2 separate regions of the Zea mays genome follow, and region 1 is linked to region 2. The links are chromatin contacts, called in public Hi-C maps. All regions are on one chromosome and are shown on one strand. Each heading gives the region's core, a stretch centred on a gene start, on an enhancer-like site or on the middle of the called end of the contact. The rest is flanking DNA. Distances are from core to core; before and after follow the strand shown. Region 1 holds the start of LOC100285582 (carbohydrate transporter/ sugar porter/ transporter). Region 2 holds the start of LOC103632654.

Region 1 (6,877 bases), core at 2,628-5,127, 590 kb before region 2:
TCAGAAATAGCGAAATTCAACGAAATTTGTTGGATTTTTTTCCACGCCTTACAAAAAAATAAGTTAAAACGAAAAGGTATACCCTGATAATGACCATTCACTATAGTTTGTTTTGTTCATCGTGCCGTTCCAGTTGTCTCATAATCATTCACTATAAGCCTACTCTATAGGCCTATATGGTAATTTTTTCTGAAGAGTTTTTCTAAGAACCTAGATTCGTGTATAATTTAGTTGTCACGAGAATAGATGTTATGGAACTTACGTGCAAAGTAACATAAAGAGGTCCGTAAGGTTTAGAGTTTAGAAAGCAGCGAATTCCTCTTATCATGACGATTCGATGGATTATACATTTATGTTAATTTAGCCGATTTTCACATAATATAGTTACATTACGACAAAATCAGACTGAGAAGCAAAAGTTTGGTGACCAGAAACGGACCCATTGTTGGTTGTCTGATTAGTGTCGGGCTTTCTGGCCGTTTGGCAAAATATATATAAACTCTGATCATTGATTGAAGAGCACACAGTGAACAAAAATAACGCCCACCGTGGGGCTCGAACCCACGACCACAAGGTTAAGAGCCTTGCGCTCTACCAACTGAGCTAGACGGGCAGTTTATATTTTTGTTTTACTGATTACATAATTTGTATAGTAGCCTCGTCGGTCTGATCAAATACAAATATATATTCACCTCCATATTCCTCCAAAAGTCTTATACTATTATTATATATATATATATATATATATAATGCTGAACATAACCGAATTGTTCTGATGCTTCTGAGTCTATCTAAACAACCCTATGTAATCGTCCTTCGAGAGGTAACTCACTCTCACTCACGTTTTCTGTACAGATCCGAGAGCACTGATACTTTGGCAAAAACGTCACAAATTCTGTGAATGACTCCTGTGCCACTTGACATTGCCGCTCTGCTTAGCCTGCTGATCGATTAATCCCTTCTCGTCATCATAGGCGTCGATTCCTCTGTAATCCATATCGAAGACAGTAGAGCCGTCCTTGTCCTTCCTTCCAGAATAATAATCCGCTTGCCCATGACATCTTTCCAGTTCAATCTGCTGGAGCTCTGGAGTGATCAGAGAGTCCATCCTTGCCCTCTCCCTGTCTCGTGGGTACGTCCGGTACAACAGGGAGTAGATGAAGCAGCACAGCAGCATAGGGATGGCGATCGACGTGTACAGAGCTTTGGCTAGGGCGCCAGCATTTGATTTATCCCTGCCAACATTGTTATCTGCAGCTCCGTAGGGGACGGGATTGTACCCATAGACATGCTCGGCTAGAAACCCAACAACTGGTGGAGCGAATGAAGCTAGAACTGACTCTAAAGAACGGTCCAATGCATAGATGCTTGTCCTTGACCTCTCAGGTACAATCTCAGCAAATATCGGGCTGCACATTAGATAGAATCATTATTGCCAGCACTCAAGAATTTCATAGAGCTACTCTTGCATGTCATAAAATACATTTTATGCCCTGATCAGTGAAGTACTAATGCAGAAACGAATGAAACAAATAAAAGGTGAAAATATACTTGCTTGTTAGTTGCAGGACCATTCCAGGAGATGCTCAGACCCATGATAAACATGACAAGTCCATGCAAGGAACCAGAAGAGTTATCAGGGAGCCCCAAAAGCAACAGAGCAGCCAACGGAATAGCAGAAGCTGAGCTTATCTGCGACAGGACTATTCGGCCGGAATTCGGGAAGCGAGTAGCAAAGTGATCCCCCATCTTTCCACCTAACAGCCCTCCAAGTGAGCTTGCCAATGCAAATGTTACCATCAGGAGCCCAGTTCTGTTGTGCGTAAACCCCATCAACTCCAGCCACATTGGGGCAAAGGCCAGGGCAGACCATGGAAACGAGCCTGTGACACCCTGAGCCACAATGATCTGAAACGATGAGATCTTCACAACAGCCTTGGCTTCTCTCACCAAATCCTTCATCTCTGCCCATGCAGACTTGCGTAACAGCTGCTCGCCACTTTCAACATGGAGGAAATGAGGGTCCACTGCAAATAGGCCAACCAACACACCGACTACAACGCTTATAACAGCAACAATGTGAAATGCAACACGCCAGCCGGCAATACCCATGACTGTGGTGGGTGCAAGCATCAGGGAAAACAAACCACCAATAATTGAACCAATGTTTCCCGTAAGTTGAAGCCATCCAAATGCGGCGCCTCGAGTGTTGTCATCAGAGCAATCTGCCACCAGAGATTGGATCGCCGGGGTGACAAGTGCTAGGCCAATACCATTCAAACATCTAGCTATCGCTACCTGCTAAAAAAAAAGGCATTTTTCATGCACACATCTTCTCATCTTTTACTCTTTTACTCAGATATACAAAAAAGAACTGTTGTTCTGTTGAGGGCTAATAGAAACTTTATTTTAAGTTAAATTTCACCGCGTGCAAATTGATGCGGTAAAATGTCAAGCAAACTAAATTCAAGGTTTTTTCGAACTTCAAAATCAATTTTGGTTGTGAACAATGACATTTCGTGGAGATTCAACCAGATTAGAGTACAACAGGTCGAAAGTTAAAACAGTTTTATATCCAGGAGAAAAATACAGAGAAAGTTGCCACTTCAAAACTTGAAATGAGAAGAAATAAAACACATTTTTTTAAAAAGGAAAACACCAATTTCATGGTTATCAGATAATTATGTACATAAATCAACCATTAACAGCCATGAATATGGCAGTTATACTTTCCTCGTATGTTTCGATAAAGCCACATTGAATGCATTACTTGCAAATTTTAACTGAATTTAAGTAATAATTCTGACTCCTCCGGAAAAATAACAGCAAAAAAAAAACCGTGTTGACTTTTTTCTTCGGTGATCTTGATCTAAACTTGGTTTGCTATAGCATCTCAAAGGTAATGCACAAAGCCGCACCGGGAACTAAAGTGAACCTTCGTTATCTTTTTGGCCAGTAAATCCTGGACAGCGAAAGCACAAAGCACAGAATTATTCGGCGGATGAACCAAAGCAGTGAACCGAAGCATATACCGCTGGAATCCGCACCATAGTTCTATGATCAGATCCAAAGCTGAGCACAATTGGACTGGTGGCCTACCAAATTCGTGGCAAGAGATCCCACGCCAAAAGAGAAAAAAGAAAACACGCCGCCGGATAAAGCAGGGATTTTCTAGGGAACGGACCTGGGCAAAGGTGTCTGAGACGGCGACGAGGAAGGTGGCGGCGGCCCAGAGAACGGCCCCAACGGCGACTACGTGGGCGCGGTTGTAGCGCACGGCGGCGTAGGCGGCCAGCGGGTAGCAGGCGGCCTGCACGGCTGAGCGGTAGAGCGTGAGCGCGCCGAGTGCCACGGGCGTGGCGCCCAGCGCTGCGCCCACCTCCCGGTACACCGCGGGCAGCAGCGCCTCGTCGGCGCGCTCCATGATGGCCGCCAGGTTCACCAGCGCAAGCGTCCGCCTCCCCGCCTCCGCCATGGCCGACGCGGGCGGTTGACTGCCCGCTGGCGAGGAGCGCCCCTGCACCTGCCTCCAGGGTGCAAACTGGAGAGCAAGCAAGGGCGGGTGGCGTCCTTTTTTCGCGAGAGCAGCGAGATTTTCGTGGAAATGTTCGTCGATGGAGATGTTGGGAACAGTGACCGGGGTTCATCTGCTCGCCTAGCTCGCCGACGCGTTCGGATGTTGCAATTGCAATTGCAACGCGTGCGTTCCCCGCCCTCCATTGTTGATCCAAAGGTTAGGAGGAGGCATTCAGGACGAGTCAATTGACCAATGCTATCAGAGATTTGACATTGGCACACCGCATATCCGTCTCGTCTTCGGAAATCGGAGGATTTCGATGGATTTTAGGGACCGGGCCAGCTGTCAAAGACAGAGACAATCATCCATACAGCAGTTCCACACAGATAGAGGCATAGTACAGCTACAACTAGGGGTGAAGTCAGCTCGCCGGACTTGGCCTGCTTCGCTTCCGCTTCCGCGTGTCCCGGAGCACCAGTGACGTGTCTATAGAAACTCAAAATATTCAGTCCGGAGGAACGTGGCTTCCGTTTCCATCGGCGGCCACCAGCCTATCTACTAGCTGCCACTCGTCAGAATACACTGTCCAGTGCCGTTATTGTGTCGACTTCGGCCTTCCGAACACGTTATGGGCCTGGCCCAACTTGCACAAAGTTTGTGCTGACTATCTAAGCCCATGCAAATTAAGAGCATCTTCGACATCTTCTAATTAACTTCCAAAACTATAGTTTAGACATAAAAGATGAAAAAATACTAGTTCAACCGCTCCTAATATGTATGTGCTCCCAATTTTTTTGATGCCCCAAAACTAGAGACTAGCAATATAAATTTAGGGTCGAGCCACCGCTGCCTCTATCTAGTTTTTTTTTCACACTCCCACGTTCTAGAGCGTGCTCGCGTCCGTGTTGCAGATACATGTGTGCGTGCGAGGCCGATGCTTGTGCTGTCGTTTTTGATTGGCTGACTGCTCTTCTAATTGGGTATATTTAAGGAGCTGTTAGAGTTCGGTGTTTTTTTAGGGATTTAGACTTTTAGAAGGATTCTAATATATAAAGAAACTAGGAGCAGAAATATTAGTTGTTGAAGATGATCTAATTAGAGGCGGATCTAAAGGGAGGCAAAGTGGGTCATGACCCCTCAATTTTGCGCATCTTTTTATATCTAATGATTATTTAGTGTTAAGCGTAGAAAAAAAAATCAAAATTTTAGATAGTATAAAGCAGGGGCGGTGCCGGGGGCATTTGTTGGGGTCAGCTGACCCCTATAAAATTTGGAAAATACTATACAAATATATTGTTATCTAGTGAAAGTGACCCCAATAACTTCGTTGTCTGGCTTCGCCCCTGGTATAAAGTCTTGTTCTAAACCTCTAAAACTAATAGTTAGTCACTAAAATTAGCTGAAAGGTTTAGAATGAATCAACTAATTATTGGCTATACTCCTCAAATAAGTATTAGTTATTAGATGCCCCAACCTAGCTAAAACCAGTTAACAATTTTCTTTATAGGTTTAGAACATGGCCTAGAACAACCCTGTAATGAGCCTACTTGTCAGATCTTCTCAGTCCAGTCCTTGCATCTACCAGTCCGATCCTAATCTTTTCGACATCACCTAAACCAGTTTGCTCGCTACCCTGTTTTCGTCGCCGACCCATTCCCGATGCGACACCGCCAACTCTGTCCCTTGTCCTGTTTTCATTGTGACGTTGATCCGCTCGACAAGCTAGATCTCGCTCGTCGCAACGATATAACCTCCGCCCGACAAGCTAGATCTCGCTCGTCGCAACGATATGACATGTCCCCGACGATCGACGGACTTAGCAAACTAGTAAGTCATAGCTATCATGTGATCTTTTTGGTCTGCCATAAATTCTAGTCCTACCTCTGATACCTAATATATCACCATCTGCGGTCACACCAAGCGCCGACTTACGAAGCCTTCCCGAAAAAAGTCCGTTTGATTTAATTTATACTTCTCAATTAGAGAATCGTTTTCTTAGACTCCTCTAACCGTTGAAACGTTCAATTAACCTCTCTGAGCCGTTTTGATAACGTTTTTTTTTTCTTACATGGCCAACACTCCTATGTAGCGCTAATAAGTCAGCCAGAGAAAGATAAATTGAATTTTCGTGATACCTTGCAGAGGTCACTTACACTCTATAAACGAGTATAGAAACACCTTTATTTTAAAACAATAACCACGCATTTTTTTCTAGAATAAATATCAAAATTATTTTAGCTTAGAAAAATATAAAACTAGTTTCATTTTTTTCTAAAATCATGCTCTACCTTTTTTCTTGTGTAGAACTTGTTCAGCCTGCTTTCATCTAAGGCCATCAAAATCAAAACATTGGTTTATCAAATGTTCCAAAGTTTGTTTCAAGTATAACAGAGGGGTTGGTGAAGATTACCTTCGTTTAGGAGTGACGTGCAAGCGAAGACGAAGCAAAAAGGTTCGGCTCTGCAGTATAAATGTGCCAACAAAAACAAAGAATGAAAACTTCAAAGCTTGCTCAACACGACTATGAAGAAACAGACGACAACACCCTCAGTTAATCTTGTAGTTTATTTGTATAGGGTTGAGGACATAAATGCAATTTCGTACGAAATTGTACTCTAGTTCAACATTATAAATAGAGGTAGAGTGCCATGCACGAGACGACGTTTTTCAGGAGGGAGAGAATTGAGTCGCTCTACCTACGAAGCTTGCATTTGCTCCTTTTGCCTTTTACGTTGTTCTCTATAAAGTCGAATGTATGGTTGTAATCATTATTTAATAATAATAAGAATAATAAAAATGTTTTCAAGATGAGTTATCCAGAACATTTTGGTCTTTTAATTTCTTCATCTGTGATTCAACTCTTATCTATATATCTTTAACCTTCTCCCTTTAATTAACCTATTTAAAAAGAGTTAATTGGAGGGTGAGGAAAAGATTAATTCATTCGTGTTGCGTTGTTTCTGATTTTGTTCAGGAGTCAAAAACAAGTGACCAACATTGGTGCCCACCTCCGGTGAATTCACGACCTTGATGGAGACCATGACAAGCTTCGGTACTTTGTCGGCAAGCTTAAGGAAACTTATTCTCCCCATTATGGGAGGATCAAGCTTCAAACCAAGCAACAAGAGATAGGAAGGAAGCTCAAAGAAGGGTGCAATAATGTTGGGGTCCTGGGGCCCTACATCAAATCCAAATGGTCCCACGTCCCAATTATCTTATCTCAAGTGGACCTGCAACTCAAGTATTATCCACATAATGATGCCATGGTCATATCTTGTATCATCAAGGGCTTTGTCGGCGTTTCGAGACCAGGGGTCCCTCAGGCCGACGAGTGAGTGCCGCGTGCCCCAGCCCAGATGG
Region 2 (6,663 bases), core at 1,766-4,265:
GGGAGCGAGATCCAGGCGCCGCCGGCGATCTTCCGCCGCCCCTGTGCACGCGTGGACCGTCCGACCGTCAGGCAGGAGCCCTAGCCTCGCACCAGGCCACAGACCGTTCGGCCCCTGCGCGCGGACCGTCTGCCCCTGTGCAGAGAGCACCGCCGGGCCTCGCGCCAGGTCGCGGACCGTCCGGCCCCTGCGCGTGGACCGTCCGCCCTTGTGCAGAGGGCACCGCTACAGTTCTTGTTAAGTGTTTGCCGCTCCAAAAAGGCGTCAACAGATCCTAATATATTTGGCTCTCAATGATTATATATTCAAAAGGTGAAGCATCAAATCTGTCACGCACACAATAACTATCCGGTGACAGTTTTGGACTAAAATTCTTTAATTTTTTTATTACCAATGAATTTAATACTTTTAAAAATGATAAATTTTTACTTGATAGAGAAATTTATTTGGACGAAATAAAAATCTATGTTCCTGGCTCCGCCCTAGCAGTGCAGTGGTGTATATCCCGCAGTGTTTTAGCCGTCGGGTCACCGATCACGCATACGTAGGGGGGAAGGGGAAGGAATTTGCCGGATGGAGGGCTTTCCTTTCGCTTCAATTCAATGCTAGCTACGTGAAGGCCAGCCAGTTCATGAACCATCCATGCATGCTCCGTAACGTTCAGGTCACTTGAACCACACGCCTCGGCTTCGCTTGGGTGAGTGATGACAACAGACGATGCTGAACCGATCATATTATCGATGGTAGCAGTGGTAGTACGCGTTACGCAACCGTTGGGTGTTCAGTCCATGATACGCAAACGCAACGCAACCCGCCGCATCAAGGTCGCCCCGTCTGTGTCTGTGGTAAATAAAAAGAACGTTGAACTTTCTGAGCTGAGATTGCTCAAGACAATCTACTAATATCATCAGAGCGAACGCACGCACGCCGTCTGTGTCTGTGGCCGTGATTACTTGCAAACATTCAAATCAAGGAAAAACTGGGGAACAGCCGAACACAGATTGTTTATACAACAATAAACCATACAATAGTAGCACCAACAGTAGCAGTTCATCAAATTACAACTCCTGGACACAGCTAGCTAGCTGATTTTACAACATACATCATACGGAGCACTACTGCTTGACAAGCATCTCCTCACATCACACCGTGCTGCTCTTTACAACCTGTAGAGCACAGCACACCATCTAGCACAACAAAAACAGCTACCAGGACAACGGACACCTGAACGGCCGGGGGGGTGGGGTCACTGACCAGTGTGACACGTACCGGCCACCACCGGAGAACGCCGGACACAAAAACGCCGGCTTCCCGTCGGTTGTGGTTCTCTCCTCCTCCGGAGAACCAAACCCTAAATAACCCGAGATCTACAACTGACTCACCAGTGACAAGGACCAAACGAATCGGACGGACATCTACACAGAACCAACCAACGAACGGACGGACGGGGATTAGCACTAATGATCCAACTAGTGCCCGCGCAGGATGTCTAAAATCCCATCTGCGCGACGGCCGTTAACCTTCTTTAACCCTCCTCCTGCTGCACGACGGCAGTGTGGGTAGGATGGGAGCCAGCCAGCCAGCCAGCCAACAAGGGGCGACGATTAATTGGCGAGGAGGGAGTCCCAGTCGATCTCGTACGACGGGTACTTGGTGAGCGCGAAGCCGGCGGCCTCGTCCCACGGCGCCTCGCTGAAGTCCAGCTGCTGCATCTCCGGCACCGTCGGCCCTGGCGAGGCGGACGGCGACGGGGACGGGCACGAGGACTCGGTGGCGGACTCGAGGCAGGACGAGGTCGCGTCGTCGGACGACGGCGAGGAGCAGTTGCTGGTGGGGGCGGACGACGACGCGGCAGCTGCGGCGGAGGCCGGCTTCTTGGCGCCCTTCTTGGACGCGGCGATGCTCTGGCACAGGCTCTGGAGCTTGGCGTCGACGGAGGCGTGGAGCGGGCCGCGGGAGGCGGCGTTGTCGGGGAAGTTGAGGCGCGCCGCGTCGCCGCGCAGGCGGTAGGCGGCCTGGTCGTAGGCGAGCGCCGCCTCCTCGGCGGTGTCGAAGGTGCCGAGCCAGAGCCGGGTGCGGTTGCGCGGGAGCCGGATCTCCGCCACCCACTTGCCCCAGTGCCGCTGCCGCACGCCGCGGTACAGCTTCTGCGGCCGCGCCGGGGCGGGGGCCGCGGACGCGGACGCCTTCATGGGCTGGGCACGCGGGCCCAGCACGGAGGTCTGTGCCTGGCGACGCTGCAGGTGGAGGCGGGCCTGGATGTACTGCATCTGGGAAGGGCTCAGCTGGCCCGCCTCGTCGGCCGCGGCGAACGGGTAGTTCCCTCCGTAGGAGGAGGCGGCGGCGACGGCTTGGTGGAAGGAGAACGGCGACGAGGGGCTAAGTGGCTGGTGCGGGTGGAGGAGCGGACTGGATCCGTGAGCAGAGGCATCCCGGATAAAAGGCTCGAGTGCTCTCATCAGCTCCTCCCCTGACAGATCTATAGTAGCAGCCATCTAGACTGTTTTTTTTTGTTTTTTTGTTTTTTTTCCTCTCTCTCTAGCAAACCAAGAACAAACGAAGAAACTGGCGGAACCCAACAGCCACAGTAAAAACAGATGGCAGTGGTGGGTAGATCCACTCAGGACAGGACTCACTTGCGCAAGGGAGGTGTGGAAAAAGAACCTCTCTTGGCTACCAACCTAACGACTAGTACTAGTACACTGCTAGAACTAGAACCAAACCGAAGAAGAAACAGCAGATCTGAAGCCCGGGATCTAAAAGGCCACGGGTCTCTCGCTGTCTGCTCGAGGAAGAAGACGGAACCAGGAAGAACAGAAGAGGATGAGAGAGTCGAAGTCGAGTGAACTTTACCTGCGACGCGCGAGAGAAATCGCTCAGATCTAAGCTTACCTCGCTCGATCTCACTGGAACTGCGGCGGCTGTGGACGGGCGCTGGATGGGAGGCGGAGCTGGCTGTGGACGGACGGGGACGGGCGGGGCTGTGGGTCTGCGGGAGTGTTTGGTGGGGCGGGGAGGTGGAAAGGAGGCGCGAGGAGCTCTTTTATAGCGACGCGGCCTCGCCGCATTTGATTAGCGCCCCCCTAACCCTCAGTTTCATCGCAGTGTCGCCGTAATTTTTGGAGGAGTGAGTGATTCCTGATTACGGATTACTATGCTTCGCGCCTACTCCGCCGGCGAGAAGCCCCCCTTTTCCTACAGCAGCGTGTCAGCGATGATGGTGGCAGTGGCAGAGCGTGGAGAGTGAGTCACTGGCCAGTGGACCAGCGACCTGCTCCCTGCGGACTCCACGCGGTGCCATAATTGCACGGGCGTTCCGTGGAATGGGATCGGATGCGGCGGGGTGCTGCTGCCGCAGAGCCTTTGACCACTGGCCGAGCGCCACGTACTGGCGCGTATGGTCCTGCTCCACGGCTTGGTGTCGGTGGTAGCACACGTGGCGGGTTCTCGTTTGTTGCGCCGGTGTTTGGTGCTCGAGGCTGGCAGACGAGGAGATGCACATCGAATATGCTAGAGCGACTATGTATATTTTTTTTTTCTCAGCCAGGAGAATGAACCCATCGGCAACTTGAGGCCGATCATTAGGCGTTTGAACCACACCCAACCGGCAATGAACGGAACAGTCTTTATTTGGGTGAGCGGCAATGGTGATTTCCTTCAGCCCCGTTTTTTGTACGGCAAGTTTGGTCACCGGTGCTAGTGATGCCAGAGAAGAGAACCATGCGTGTCTGGAAAACACACTCCAGAGCGTCACGTATAGGCCCTGTTTGTTTCGGCTTCTGGCAGCTTCTGGTCACCAAAAGCTGCTGCGGACTGCCAAACGCTCAGCTTTTCAGCCAGTTTCTATAAAATTCGTTGGGACAAAAACCATTCAAAATCAACATAAACACATAATCGGTTGAGTCGTTGTAATAGTAGGAATCCGTCACTTTCTAGATCCTGAGCCCTGTAAACAACTTTATCTTCCTCCACACGTAATCGTAATGATACTCAGATTCTTCGCACAGCCAGATTCTCCCCACAGCTAGATTTTCAGAAAAGCTGGTCAGAAAAAAGCTGAACCAAACAGGCCCAGAATACGGTCGGCAACTGAAACGAAAAAAAAAAGAAAAGAAATTAATCGCCTTTCGCATCATGTATTCTGCGTGTTGGGTTCGTTGGATTGGCACACGCCGGCACCGTGGTTTGGCGTCGCTCTCACCACGCATCCTTCTCGTGCCGCCACATTCGCCGTTGCCCGACGTGACGCCATTACAGACCTCGCTGTTGCAGTTACAGACGTGCCGTGCGTGCAGCCACGCCCGCTGCTGCGTGCGCCGGTCCCACGCATCTCCTTTGCGGCGTCACGCACCCGTGCATGGGATCACAAATTGTGCGTGCACCGTGTGCTTGCTCGTGAGACCGATTGTCGTATGCCTTTTTCATATTGAAGCAAACTACTTTTTCACATGACCCTTATTCGACATATAACTCTATTACTATATCCATTATTGAATATTTGTTATCGACTAGTTTATTTTTAAACTAAACTGCAACAAATAAAAAAAATAAAAGAAGTATAATTTAAACATTAGCTTCTTCGTGTGTCACCTCCTTCCAACAAGCGCATGGTTGCTTCACATAAAACGTTTCAACTCTAATTTATGTATGTTTGCGTTATATAAAGAATAGTTATTATCAATATATACACACATATCAATAATTAAAAAAAAATATAATCGTGTTTAAATATACATCTTATTTAAGCAACATCTACATGTACGATACATAAAAACCGTATACGTAGCAATGAAATCAGTTTGGCTCCTCTCTCTTAACCCTTTTGGAACACGTTGTAGTTGGCGAGGCAGCTAGGCAGGCAGGTCAACGATCGTAAGCTGGGAATCGAAGCAATGATGATTGAGATGTGAAATTTCGCCCCACCATGTCCATGTGCAATTCTTCTTGGTAATGTCCGAATCCGAATATGCAGGGAGGAATTGACCAAGCCTCTAGATCTACAAACGAGGGCATCAACTTGGCCTCTCAGAAGAATCAGAACCAGGTGCGCACCTTAGCTGGGAATATATTTAAATTTCAGATCAGTCGTACCACTCCCTCCATTTAGTATCGTAGGTCACTTTAGCTTTATGACAAGTTATCTAACTCTGATAGTTTTCATAGAAAAATGTGCTAACATCTACATGTTTAAATAATCAAATATACAGGGGGAAAACATAATTTGATGGTGCACGTATTAGTGTGTTTTTATATGAATCTGTTACATTTAATCTAGGATAGAGATCGAGTGATTTGCGATTTAAAATAGAGAAAGTAGTAATTAAGAAAGTTCCATTTAGGCTCTATTTGATCTTGGTCTACAGTTTTTAAACTTTAGAGCATATTTGCTCATTTGTATGGTCTACCAAATTAGTAGCAGTTTTTTTATTCGTTAACGGCCACCGGTTTGGAGTCTTAAATGTTAAAGTGGTCCATGAATTTTAAACTATACGATCCAAATTTTATTCTAATGACGCAGCCATTCTTCTTTTTTTTTATCTGTCACTTCATACAAGGGCGTTGACCGAACGCATCTAGATCCGCGACCAGCAACAATAACCTACTTGACCCCCAAAACAAATGAAGTGGGGGGCATGTGCAAGCTACTATCTGGGTGATAAATCAAATGTAGGTCGGACCTTCACCAGTTAAGCACGCTTCTGTGTTTAGAGAAATGACTTGAGCAAGCTGGAGGACAACACCGCTAGCTAACGGTGGTTGGATTATGCTATGCTACGTTAGAAAATCGTACAATTTTAATATTAGATTAGTTACAAAATTAATCACTATATAAATAATTGATAAGCTATATATAGCAAATTAAAAATATATTCACGTAGTTGATTAAATCTACTTTGAATGAACTCATTATTGCTCACAGTGGTGATTGGCCTAGTATAATCGAATGAGTTAGCTATGTTGTTGAAGTTCGTAGGCGTTGAAGTACACATCTACTCGGTGAGTAGTCGCGTGATCTGCCTAAAAACCTGATTCGTCCTAACCCACGTAGGTTCTCCAACAGAGTGAGGTTTCAGAGGCACTGGTCACATTGTCAATGTCGGCGTCATGCTAGCGTCAGGGATGGAGGAGCCTTATATCCACATGTCTCACAATGACTCTCTTGTCTAAAACCCTAACTTATAGTAGATTGGTTGTTTCTCATGTATTTAGATGTCTTTATAAGAGAATGCCCTCTCTATTATATAAGAGGATAGCGTAGGATTATAAGTGCGAAAGAATACAAAATTGAAATGGATTTGGGAACGATATCTAAATCTACTGTATTCAGTTTTGAACTTGTCACGCAAAGCAAGACAAAGTTGAAAACATAAGTGGGTCTTCGAGATTTATTTTAGAAATTATTGTTAAAAAATTATACAATAAACTCCAATAATAATACAAATTTATTGCTAAGAAAATTAGATACTAGACTCCAATCGCCCACCAGATCTCGAAGACACAACATGACTGACTCCCGGATATCCTCAAATTTTGTTTATATACTAGTTTTATGATAAAGATTGTTGAGTTGAACATCCATCTAAACTCAAGAGTTGCACTAGCTCATACCAACTAGATGGACTATGCCTTGAATTGGTAGTTTTGCGTAAACTAGTTTCACTC

The links. Hi-C and Micro-C count contacts between places; a contact is called where the count stands out from the background.
Region 1: a Hi-C map of tassel shows a contact between it and region 2, with 6 times the contacts expected there. The contact joins the promoter of LOC100285582 here to the promoter of LOC103632654 in region 2. A contact is called at or near these places in 4 of 25 Hi-C or Micro-C datasets (bundle sheath, ear, leaf and 1 more).

Annotation. Positions count from the first base shown.
Region 1 is chr7:105,447,668-105,454,544 of Zm-B73-REFERENCE-NAM-5.0, reverse strand. It overlaps LOC100285582 (carbohydrate transporter/ sugar porter/ transporter), which reads right to left and starts at 3,877. Exons shown (of 3, transcript NM_001413640.1): 1 at 3,185-3,877; 2 at 1,552-2,298; 3 at 484-1,409. The coding sequence starts at 3,475. The coding sequence ends at 1,395. TRNAK-CUU (transfer RNA lysine (anticodon CUU)) reads right to left here and starts at 613; the gene lies at 541-613.
Region 2 is chr7:104,854,460-104,861,122 of Zm-B73-REFERENCE-NAM-5.0, reverse strand. LOC103632654 reads right to left here and starts at 3,015. Exons shown (of 1, transcript NM_001346421.1): 1 at 985-3,015. The coding sequence starts at 2,495. The coding sequence ends at 1,605.